Linked DNA regions of Zea mays: region 2 is linked to region 1. Evidence: chromatin contacts called from public HiChIP or PLAC-seq data. All regions are on one chromosome and are shown on one strand. The core of a region is the stretch at or near the end of the contact, and the rest is flanking DNA. Distances in the headings are between cores, read along the strand shown. Region 1 has its middle 34 kb from the start of LOC103640631. Region 2 holds the start of LOC541942.

Region 1 (5,933 bases), core at 2,642-5,141:
TATTTGTGTTGGACAATTCAACCACCAAAATCATTTAGGAAAAGGTTTGACCCTATTTCCCTTTCACTCATCATGACTCGCGCGTTACCGAGGAAGCAGCCGCGGGATATCAATACTATATGGACTACGGACATTATGGCGCTCGGAGATCTTCTGGGCGATACTGGCATTGGATACTTCTATAGTTATTTCCTTCCATTTTGCCCCTGGGCCCACATGTCGGGGCTCAGTATCCTTGTACGTGCCCACCTTGAGCTATAAAAGGGAGGGCACACGACGTTACAAGGCAGCTTCACTTACACCCAACTTACGCTCACTCGGACTCACTTAGACTCAGGTTCACACAAGCTCTCAAGCTTTCAGACACTCTCAATACAACACACAGTGGAGTAGGGTATTACGCTCTGGCGGCCCGAACCACTCTAAGTCCTCGTGTCTCCTCGTGTTCTTCCCGAGTTCATCTAGCAAGCAAAACGCTTAGGCCCCCTCCTCATCTTAGGATTTAGGGCGGGTGCGTTCCGCCACCCGGCCAGAGAATTTCCTCTCCGAGAATAGCCATACTCTTGTCATACATTATATTTGAATATTATCGTTATGTAACAACATCAGGGTACGAGGAGTACTAGAACGAGAGAGAGAGTTATAAGGGAGCATAACATAGGTTGTTGATGAAAACAGACGCTTATCGGATACTAGTTTTTTTGTCTTTTTTCTTTATTTTTACATATTCATATTCTTGTTTTTACAATTAATCTTGTAAAGATCCATAAAAGATAAACCTCAAATTTATCAATATATTCTCAATGATAGATATAATATTCGGATACAGTTCAGATAATACTGATATTTTCCACCTTTTTGTTGTAAGGAGTAAATAATGTATAAAAATTTAGCAATTTTTTGTTCTTATTTATAATAATGTGCTTGATAACATAAGAAAAGGTTACCATCAAATTTCATACATATCTATTTAAAATATTAAAATTTTCGTAGCTATTTAGACACTCGTTTTCATCCCTATTGGTTGGTGGTCGTGCTAAACTTGGGCACGAGCAGGAGCCATCAGATGGGCAATTAGAGAGGTTGGTAATATCATAAGTTATCTTGCTACTCATTGATTAGAGATCTCCATTGATTAATGATTACATATGAGAAAAGGATTACAAAGTCAAACATCCATGAGGATCATGACCTTATAGCTCCCTATCACCTCATGGTTGTGGTGGGTGTTCTAGCCTATGGTCCTAATCCACCTCTATGTATACCCTATAAGCGAACACTTGTGCACGAGTGTCTGGATTTGATTGAATTAGTCTAGCCCTTAACCTCCCCTAGTGTGTGTGAACATGGAATAGTTCCACAACTCCTATCTTTTATACTGCAAAATCTGAAAAGAGAAGAGAGGTTGCATCACCCTTTCATACGGGTTTTGTGTCCCGGAAGGTTTGGGGTTGCCGCTTTAGGGTTGATTTGGTGACAAGGAAATCACAGAAGGATTGGAGGGTTTGAGGGGGGAAATAAACTAATTTCCCGTCAATCCCCTCTAATCCCTCTGTGATCCATGGTCACCAAATGAGCCCTTAATGGTGTGAGGTCAGAGATAATAATGAACTCTGGACCAGCAAAAGGCCCCTAGAGTCTAAAGTTTATATAAATTTATGAAAGTAAAAAAATATTTTAATATTTTCGTCATTGTTTTCTAGAAAATATAATATACTTTTTTGAGTTTTCAATAAATAAAACATAAGTAAATATTTTTAGTTTGATTTATCGCCTCCATAGCTCACTTGACACCAGACTAAAGTTTAGCATGTATCGCATGGGATGTTTGAATGTCTATTACGAGTATTAAATATAGTCTAATCATAAAATTAATTACATAACTAAAGACTAAACGATGAGACAATTTGTTAATACCTCGTTTGGATGTAGATATTGGAGCACAAAATTGGGAATTGGAACCAGCTTTCTTAAATCTTGTTGTTTGGTTGCACGTGGAATTAAGATTTGGAATCTGAGGCCCAATTCTCTGGAATTGGACTATTACTAGAAGCCCTCTCTCCCAATACAAAACATCACCCCTCGGTATTGCGTGGAATTAGACTGCACAATTCTAAACGCCAATTCAGTGACATCCAAACAATAGAATTGGAATTACATTCATTTCAATACCATGCCTAATTTGGTATTCAACCCAATTCAAATTCAATTCCACCCTCTTCAATATCGACATCCAAACGGAGCACAAACTTAATTAATCCATGATTAGCAAACTTTTACTATAGCACCACATCATTGACTAATTAGACTTAATATGTTTGCCTTGTTGTTTAGTTTTTACCTTTACAGTTGGTGTTGTAATTAAAGTGTTTAATGTTTCTAACTGGCATAGTAACATGCGATGTGATACGGGCTAAAACTTACCACCGTGTAGTAACTTGCTAAAACTTACCACCGTATAGTGTAACAAACAGCCTCGTAGACTAAAGGCAACACCTAAACCGTCAGGTAAAGAAAAAACGACATAAAAAGGCGAGAGGGAACCAAAATCAGGTTGTACGTGAGAAGCACGATGGAACGGACTGGACATGTTTGGTATAGCTCCATTTTATGATTCTATAGCTTTCGATAGCTAGTTTTTGTAGTAGAGTGATTTTTGAGTAATTCTCCGGCATAGACGAGTCTATCTAATGGAAAATGTTTGGCAAACGGTATGTAAATTAATTAACGAAGGGTTAGAGATAGAGAGCAAGTGGGTAGCGGTGGGGAGCAGATTATTTTTACTTCCAACTCTCAACGGAGTAGCCAGGTTGGTTTTTTTTCGTTCCGAGAGTGATTGCTGAGACTGACTGCAGCGGTCGACGCTACCGCTCTCCCTCCCTTTGCATGTCGGCTGTAGGGGGCACCCTATGGCCACAGCGGTGCCCCTACAGCGCCCCCTACGTGTCGGTTCTCTTCTCTCTCCCCAGATCTAGCGTGTCACTGTTCATCATCCTAAACACTGTGCTGTGGGTCCACGAGTAATTGTTAGTAGATAAAAAATTGATAGTTGGTATAGAAAATGATATTTTATAGTGGTAGTGGGGTATAGAGGGAGTATTTAGGGGGAACCGCTGCGGGAGATGAAAAAATAGGAGGAAAAATAGGGGGGAAAATGATATAGGGGGAAAAATTTAGAGGTAACGGTTGCGGATAGCCTGAACGTGAAGTTGCTACTGTTTGGGGCCCACAGCGGGGCTGCTAGTTCCAAGATCCAATCGCGGCCATGCATGGGATTGCCGCCACTTTCACCGCATTGGCGCGTCGTGTCCGTCCGTGTGACTGCCATCCCGTGTTCACGTAGAGACAAGGCCACGTGAGGCTCTGCCATTGGCCCTCCCCCATCCGGTCCGCCACTGTCAGTCTACCTCCCATCATCCGTGTGGCCCAAGCCCGCGTTAAAAAAATGAGAACATTGTTTTGATAAACGACCGCACTACATCCTAGTGGTCGATGCCTGCGATTGCTACGGTTTTAATCTAACTATAGCTACAGATTCTATAATATTTTGTCTTTATAAATTACAGTAGCAGCAGTATGAACAGCTGCGCCTATAGTAGCCGGTGAAATAAATATGCACTGCCTTTGACTTGTGCATTATATTTATCCAACCTCGATCCATGAGTTATATGATCCAGTTTATGCACGTTGGTAGCTATAGAAGCATATAATGTCCAGTAGGTGCACCAAGGTTGACTGAAGAGTACTACGTATTGAGGAACATATTACTAACTGATTCTTTCTTTTGTACTCTGAAAAAAATGAATAAAAGAAAAATGAACGGTGCAAGTAGCGCGCGCGGCACTATCTCACCAACCCCCAACCACGCCCCACCTTTTTTGTTTGTTGTTGCTGCTGTGTCACCTACCTACTCCGCCGATACCCTCCAGACGTCTCCGTCTCCGTCTCCACATGTGTTTTACTCACTGCATGAACCGCTACCGGTTCTCACGAGGCGGCCCTCATCATTTCGATTTGGCAAATGCATGGAGAAAATTGGAAAGAAAGAAAGAAAGAAAGAAAGCCGGCGCTTAAACACACGCTGTCCGAGCCGCTGCATGCAGATACGTCCAAGCAAGTAGCGACCACACTGAAATATCTGCCGGTAGCTGCCATGCCACGCGCTGCTGTGCTGCATCGATCGTGGATCATGCATGCACAATAATCACCACGAGATGAACATGCGGCGAAAGAGATCGAGCGAGACAGGCTGCTTTCTGGAAAGCGTACGTCTTTAATCCTGCTTCGCGCACAATTGGTGGCGTGCATAATAAAACCCTTCTCTTCTATTACGAAGAAAGAGTGCGATCTGCAGATCTTAACAGACAGTTTTGGTGAAGCACCAATCAGATTCAGAGGTAGCTAGGTGTCCGCTGTCCAAGTGGTCCCCTCTCTCAACCACCACCTGCACATGCCCGCACATCAAACGCCATGGTTTTGCCATCGGTCTTAACCTCGATCGATCTTAACCTGTATGCCTTCTTTAAATGCATTAGATCTAACAGTAGTTGCAGACATCCAAACAGCCCGACCAGCTATTGTCTAAAGACATCCAAACACCCCTGCTGGCTAATAATGTAGCTAACTATTTAGTTGTACCTTCAACTACCCATTATTCCATTGGCTGGTTCAACCCAACTAGGACTGGCTAGTATTTAGACAGCTGCTAGTTAGCCAGCTAATTCCACTCATAATTTTTTTAGCCAGCTAACTATTAGTTTTAGCGCATCCAAACATGTTCTTAGTCAAAGAAGCGGCACATGGTCTCAGAAGCAGATCGTCCCAGGTCGATCGAATGTAGGAACATCACCGTGTAAATTCTACTTGCAATTTTTTTTTCTTAAGTATAGACGAACCAACATTTCAAGTGTTTCTCGAACTATTTTTTTCAGCGGAGAGGGTTATCTACATTGTACTCGGTGAATTGTCGTGCCATCATGTCATCTAACCAGCATATCACTTCCTAACAGCTCTTAGGTTCAACACGCCGGATCGTCGTCTCCAAGGTACTCAAAGACGTAATTTTCTTTGTTGCTGCAAGGGCCAGATACATCGCTTAAGGAAGCTAGCAGGTGGCAACTATACTAGCAGCGGTCAGCCCTACTTCCTCCAACGCATTTGTCTTCTAGAGTAGACCGACCTATTCTTAGTGTTGATTGCTCATTTCTTGATGCGCAGGGCCCGTAGCTGTAGCTGTTCTTCGGCTGAGACGTCGATGACTTCGTCATCTTCTGTTGCATCCTCGCCCTCTGGTGGAGCGAAGCCTGGAGGTGGTGCTTGTGGTTGTCCTCCGGAGCTGCACGTGCGTAGGGTGTCTTCGGGAGTGGGTTGTTCGTTGCGCTGTCTCTTGCTGAGAGCTTCGTCTTCGCAGGCTTCTTGGGGTGTTATCTGCGAGGGCCTTGCCCTTTTTCTCGGCTAGCAGTGCTGCCTTCGCTGCTTCGTCGATGGATGGGGCTGCCTTCGAACTAGCTCTCTTGGGTGCCATCACGGGTGGTTTGTTCGTAGCACGAACGGTGGGCACCAAATGTTGGAACTTGCTCTCCTGGGCAAGTGGATCCAACAGGAGAGTGGTGAGAGTGCACGTAAGGTTTAATGATGAAAGACAATAGCTCTGTTAATCTGGCCTCTCAAGGGCACTGTACGGGGGTATTTATAGGTACCCGAGCGTCGAACGTCCCAAGACAAGGACGGTTATGTCCTCGGGTACCCGGATTATCCCCAGAATATTCTCATAAAGGAGGGTTACAGACCGTCATTACAGAAAAGCTATTACAGATGAGGCCCGTAACTTGCCTGCCCACGCGGGGCCCGTTACAGTGGGCCAAATTCCACGTGGGCCTCCGGGCGAGATGAGGGACGTGGGACCGGCGGACTTCGTCAGGGGTCTAGCCTTC
Region 2 (5,274 bases), core at 608-3,107, 44 kb after region 1:
ATCTGTTTTTGTTGTTGATAAGCAAACTTACCCTAGCAGCAATGTCAAGCATTGAGTTTTGAAGGCTCAAGGTTAGGTGTGGTTGTTTGGCTTAAACAGCTTGGCTACATGGATCCATACATCTCAATCGGAAAAGTATCAATAGAAGGAGAATCGAACGATATCTTTTTCGAAACAAATAAAAAGGAAAAAAAGAGAACCCAGAAAAAAGAACCATTTAGAATAGCCAAACAGATTATATTTGTTGAGAAATGCAAAATGATATGGAGATGATCCTCATTATCTATTTTGGCCAATTGTATCATTTCCTTGATTTACTAACCTCTATAAGAAACACAGACATGAATAAAAAAGGAATTGTTCGAATAGTATCCACAAATATTACTGAAAACATTGTTAAAATACTTCTACGAGAGAGTTTTATTGAAAGTGTTCGAAAACCTTCCCAACCACGATTTTTTATTCTATTTTGTTATTTCGCATAGAAATAACAAATTCTAACGATACTAAAAAACAGTGGGTTCCATCGTTTTTATGGTTCCCTTTTAAACGGCGAGACTCCTGATGTCTATGAAGGAGTGTGGTTCGTTCGACAAATTCCTACCTCTATCCGAGGTGTTTGGGTTTTGCAAAATTCGACTAATTCACCTGACATTATTTCACCAAGACCTATAATACGAAATAACTTAATATTGGAATAAATCACTCATTATAGCAATTAATAAATGGAAAGAATTTGGCATTAGTTCATGAGAAATTCTGTATGGATAGGGATAAAGGAAGGAAAGAATAAATAAAGATCCTTTTTGTATCGTGTTCCATATCTTTTGTCATACTCTTCTTTCCGCGGGAGGTGTATACTTAAAAAAAAGAATAAAGGGTTAATTCATTCTTGATAGCCATTTCCTTAACCTACATGCCTTCTTGATACGAATTCCATTATTATAAAGAAAATCATGCATGTATTTTTAGTCCCTTGGATCCAAACAAACTTTAGATTATACTAACCATGTAATATTTTAGATGTGCCATGTTTGTAAGCTAGGGCCCAACCATTTAATGTTTTAGATGTGCTCTGTTTGTAAGCTAGACCCCAACCATGTAATGTTTTAGAAGTGCTATGTTTGTAAGCCAGAATCCACGTGAAACACAAGACTGAAAAACACAAGAACAAGAAATACACATGAATAAAACTGAAATTATGCACGAATAAGAGAGATAAAAAAACACACATGATCGTTGTGGGATTGCCCCCTTTGAATGTAGGAAAAGCAAAGAAAAAAATAGGATCCCTATATACCAAATTACTACAACATTCTTTGGTATGCAAGAAATTGATAGCAAGAAAAATATAGGAAACTATTATTTGTGTTTGATTTTATAGTAAAAACTTCCACTCAAAGCCGAGCATCTAAGCATAGGAAACTATCATCGTTTCTTATATTCCCCACGGTTCATCTAAGCATCTTTCTCTATATTTTTCGTTTTTTATTCTATTATATATATACATCCCTATCCAATTCATGCATTTTTCTACCTTCTATTTTTTTCGAACGAGAAATTATGATTCAGGACAGTGCAGAAAAAGAGAATACGGTTAAAGCCGAGCGTTGAAGAGTAAAACTTCCCCCACAAATAATTACTCAACCCCGACGAGAGAAAAAAAAAACACTTTTCATAAAAAAACAGTGTGCCAGCAGATGGGTCCCACCCCACTCCACCCATCAGATCTCACCAACCACCTCACCACACCCCACCCCACCCCCAAAACCACACGAACCCAGAGAGTGGATTATAAATAAGCCCTCCCAAACCCCTTCCATTTCCCGTGCTCCTCTCCTCCTCCTCACCTATCATCGCCGCTGCGCCGTCTCCTCCGCTCCCGTCGTCCGGGTAAGCAACCGCGCGCGGCGCCCCCCTCTCGTTCATATCGTTTCGCGCTTGGTGTTGTGGGGATCCGTGTGTACGTGCGTGGCCGATGCTCTGCTTCCGTCCGCCCCCCGGCCCCCGCCCGATCGGCCTGGCGACGCTGCCGGGATCAGCGTCTGACTGGCCCGCCCATTTTTCTCCTTATCCGGTTGGCCTGGCTAGGTCCGGGTTCGATTATTGGACTAGAGCATCGTCGATCTGGTGATGCGGGTGGGCTGGTTTTGGCCCCCGAGCAGAGCTCTGGATCTGAGCTCTGCTCGGTCCGATGGATCTCGGTCCGATGGATCTGTTGGGAGTGGACAAACTGCTTCGCTCTCGCTTGGCACGCGACCACGCGTTGAGATCTGATAGTTATGTTCCAATCGGCCGCTGGTGAGGTTCTGCCGGGGTTTAGTTTAGTTTGGATCTGAGGGGGGTTTAGTTCAGTTTAGTTTTGGATCTGAGGTGTGTTTGATTTTAGTTTAGACCATGTTGACTTCTGTGACGACGACTAGTACTGGCTTCGCTTTGCGGATCATTATTATTTCAGCTGCTCCGTGCGCGCGGCTCTGTCGAGATCCAACACATTTTTTTTGTTATTATTAATAGTCTATACGAAGTGGTAGCTTGTGCTGGCACCCAGCGCATCAAGCGTCTGTCGTTTGACTGGCTGGCTGCGCTTCCGCATGGTTGGACTTGCCAGATCTTTCTGATTCGGAGGCCGGAATATGCCGTCAGCCACTGCGTGTGAGTGCAGTGTGGAGTGGCATGCGCCGTGCTGATGTCCTGGATCCACCCACTGGTAACCAATTATTATTGGTTAGGTAAAGTGTATCTAGTTGGCCAGCACCCACCCCTCGGGACTGGGCCCCACTTTCTGTTGGTGTGCCCCTTACCTAACTGACCTACCTACTAGGATGAACCTATTTTATTCCTTGATTGAAGCTTTAACTTTTACTAGATGTAGAATCCGATGCATAAGGGTCAGGAGCTTTGTTAGATATACTACTAAATTTATCATAGTATAGTGGTATAGTGCGCACAATGCTGTCTTTGTCGGATTATCAGCAATATACGAGTATGAACATGGAGTTCATAGTTATTATTTTGATTGGCAAAACGTAATCAAAACGTTTACCGTATAAAGTGACTCTTAATTTGGTATTGTTAACGAGACATTTTTTTATATATTATTATGTGGTCGTGACACAGATTCCTGATCTCTGTTGCAAGATCCCGTTTTCAATACTCCCTTCTTTCAGCATGACCTTAATCATATCGTTCTCATCAATAAACATCTGTATTCCTTGTTACAATAGTTGACATGGTATTTCTGACTGTAATTCTATTTATGGCACAGAAAGATGGCGTCCCACATTGTTGGATACCCTCGCATGGGCCCCAAGAGGGAGCTCAAGTTTGCACTTGAGTCTTTCTGGGATGGGAAGAGCACCGCTGAGGATCTGGAGAAGGTTGCTACCGACCTCAGGGCCAGTATCTGGAAGCAGATGGCTGATGCTGGGATCAAGTACATCCCCAGCAACACTTTCTCGTACTATGACCAGGTCCTTGACACCACTGCCATGCTCGGCGCTGTCCCCGAACGTTACTCATGGACTGGAGGAGAGATTGGATTTGACACCTACTTCTCCATGGCCAGGGGCAACGCCACTGTTCCTGCTATGGAGATGACCAAGTGGTTTGACACCAACTAGTGAGTCCTTTGCCTGCTACCAATGGTAATTTTAGTTTGAGCTTTTGTATTTAATATTTTTTGCTGACAAACTTTGTTCTACTTTTACAGCCACTTTATTGTCCCTGAATTGGGCCCAAACACCAAGTTCTCCTATGCTTCTCACAAGGCTGTTAACGAATATAAGGAGGCTAAGGCGGTATGATACACTCATTATATTTCTGTTGTCTCAGTTTAATGTGTCAGCCTACTGTCCTAATGTTAATTTCCTACTTGTGTACTTGATTTTCTGATGGTTACTAATATATTCCTATTTTTATTGACATTATAATTACCCAATAAGGTCATTCCATAGTTTAGCATGCATTCAGCTAATTGAACCTCAAGTATCGTTCGTTTTTAATCCTGCTCTTAATTAGCAATTTTGTATTAACCCAGAAACTGGGATATACATCCAGATACCTACTTTCTGTAACATTTTGGAATCTTGTTATTGTGGTATTGTCAGATCAAATTGATTGCAAACAGTCTTGGTACTTTTGAGCTTTCTACCTAATTGTTTGAATTTCAGTGTTGGCACATTGAACAAAAATGACCTTCATGGAAACAACAATTTCAGGCTACAGTATGAATGTTTCCTGAGTTGTATTGTGCCTCTGACAAGCTGGTCTTGTCTTGCTTTTGTTGTTTTGTTTTTGCTGAAAAGGATTCCCAGTTTAGTGTATTTTCCTATGCCATAAGCAGAGGTGCATACAGAGTGGCATTACTATAATTTGGACTCTCATTATTTATTTTGTGTTGTTTAGTCTGAAATATAAAAACATGTGTTTTTTTGCTTGTATGGCTTATAAGGTGTTGTTGCTTCTTGCAGCTCGGTGTTGATACCGTGCCAGTACTTGTTGGACCAGTCTCGTACCTGTTGCTCTCAAAGCCTGCCAAGGGTGTGGAGAAGGGATTCCCTCTTCTTTCCCTTCTTAGCAGCATCCTCCCAGTCTACAAGTAAGATTATAAAGAAGTTATTGGCTGCTCTGGCCCTCGAATCTTCAGTTGATAATTTGATGCTTGATGATTGTAGGGAGGTCATTGCTGAGTTGAAGGCAGCTGGGGCTTCATGGATTCAGTTTGATGAGCCCACTCTTGTCCTCGACCTTGATTCTGACAAATTGGCTGCATTCTCTGCTGCATACGCAGAACTTGAATCTGTACTTTCTGGATTGAATGTGCTTGTTGAGACTTACTTTGCTGATGTTCCTGCTGAGTCCTACAAGTATGTTATTTATGTCGCTAGCTCACCCTTTTCTCAGCCATTGCTCCTCCTAGACCCTTTTGTGATGACATCATACTTGCTGTTCTTTTGAATGCAGGACCCTAACATCCCTGAGCAGTGTGACTGCTTATGGTTTTGATCTTGTCCGTGGAACCCAAACTCTTGGGCTTGTCACGAGTGCTGGTTTCCCTGCTGGAAAGTACCTCTTTGCTGGTGTTGTGGATGGACGCAACATCTGGGCTGATGATCTTGCTACATCTCTCAGCACTCTCCAGTCTCTTGAGGCTGTTGTTGGGAAGGGTAATCATGCTTGCACTTATTGTCTGTCATAAAATTGGATTTAGTTACAGCTGGCAATATCTGATAATGCCTACCATCTGTTCAGACAAGCTTGTCGTATCAACTT

The links. HiChIP or PLAC-seq counts read pairs in DNA pulled down with a chosen protein or histone mark.
Region 2: an H3K4me3 HiChIP or PLAC-seq map of leaf shows a contact between it and region 1, with 3 times the contacts expected there. The contact joins the promoter of LOC541942 here to the enhancer-like site in region 1. A contact is called at or near these places in 9 of 25 Hi-C or Micro-C datasets (bundle sheath, ear, endosperm and 2 more) and 2 of 3 datasets of contacts at active chromatin or transcription factors (leaf and seedling).

Annotation. Positions count from the first base shown.
Region 1 is chr1:180,858,765-180,864,697 of Zm-B73-REFERENCE-NAM-5.0, forward strand. No RefSeq gene overlaps it. Among protein-coding and RNA genes, the nearest start is that of LOC103640631, 34 kb to the left of the region's middle. Within about 2 kb of position 3,892, at least 19 of the 20 cell types and tissues checked have an H3K27ac peak or open chromatin away from gene starts, as enhancers often do. A contact at or near this core is called in bundle sheath, ear, endosperm and 3 more, where this site is marked.
Region 2 is chr1:180,904,935-180,910,208 of Zm-B73-REFERENCE-NAM-5.0, forward strand. LOC541942 reads left to right here and starts at 1,858. Exons shown (of 13, transcript NM_001319775.1): 1 at 1,858-1,893; 2 at 3,269-3,622; 3 at 3,713-3,800; 4 at 4,473-4,600; 5 at 4,677-4,868; 6 at 4,966-5,168; 7 at 5,254-5,274. The coding sequence starts at 3,273.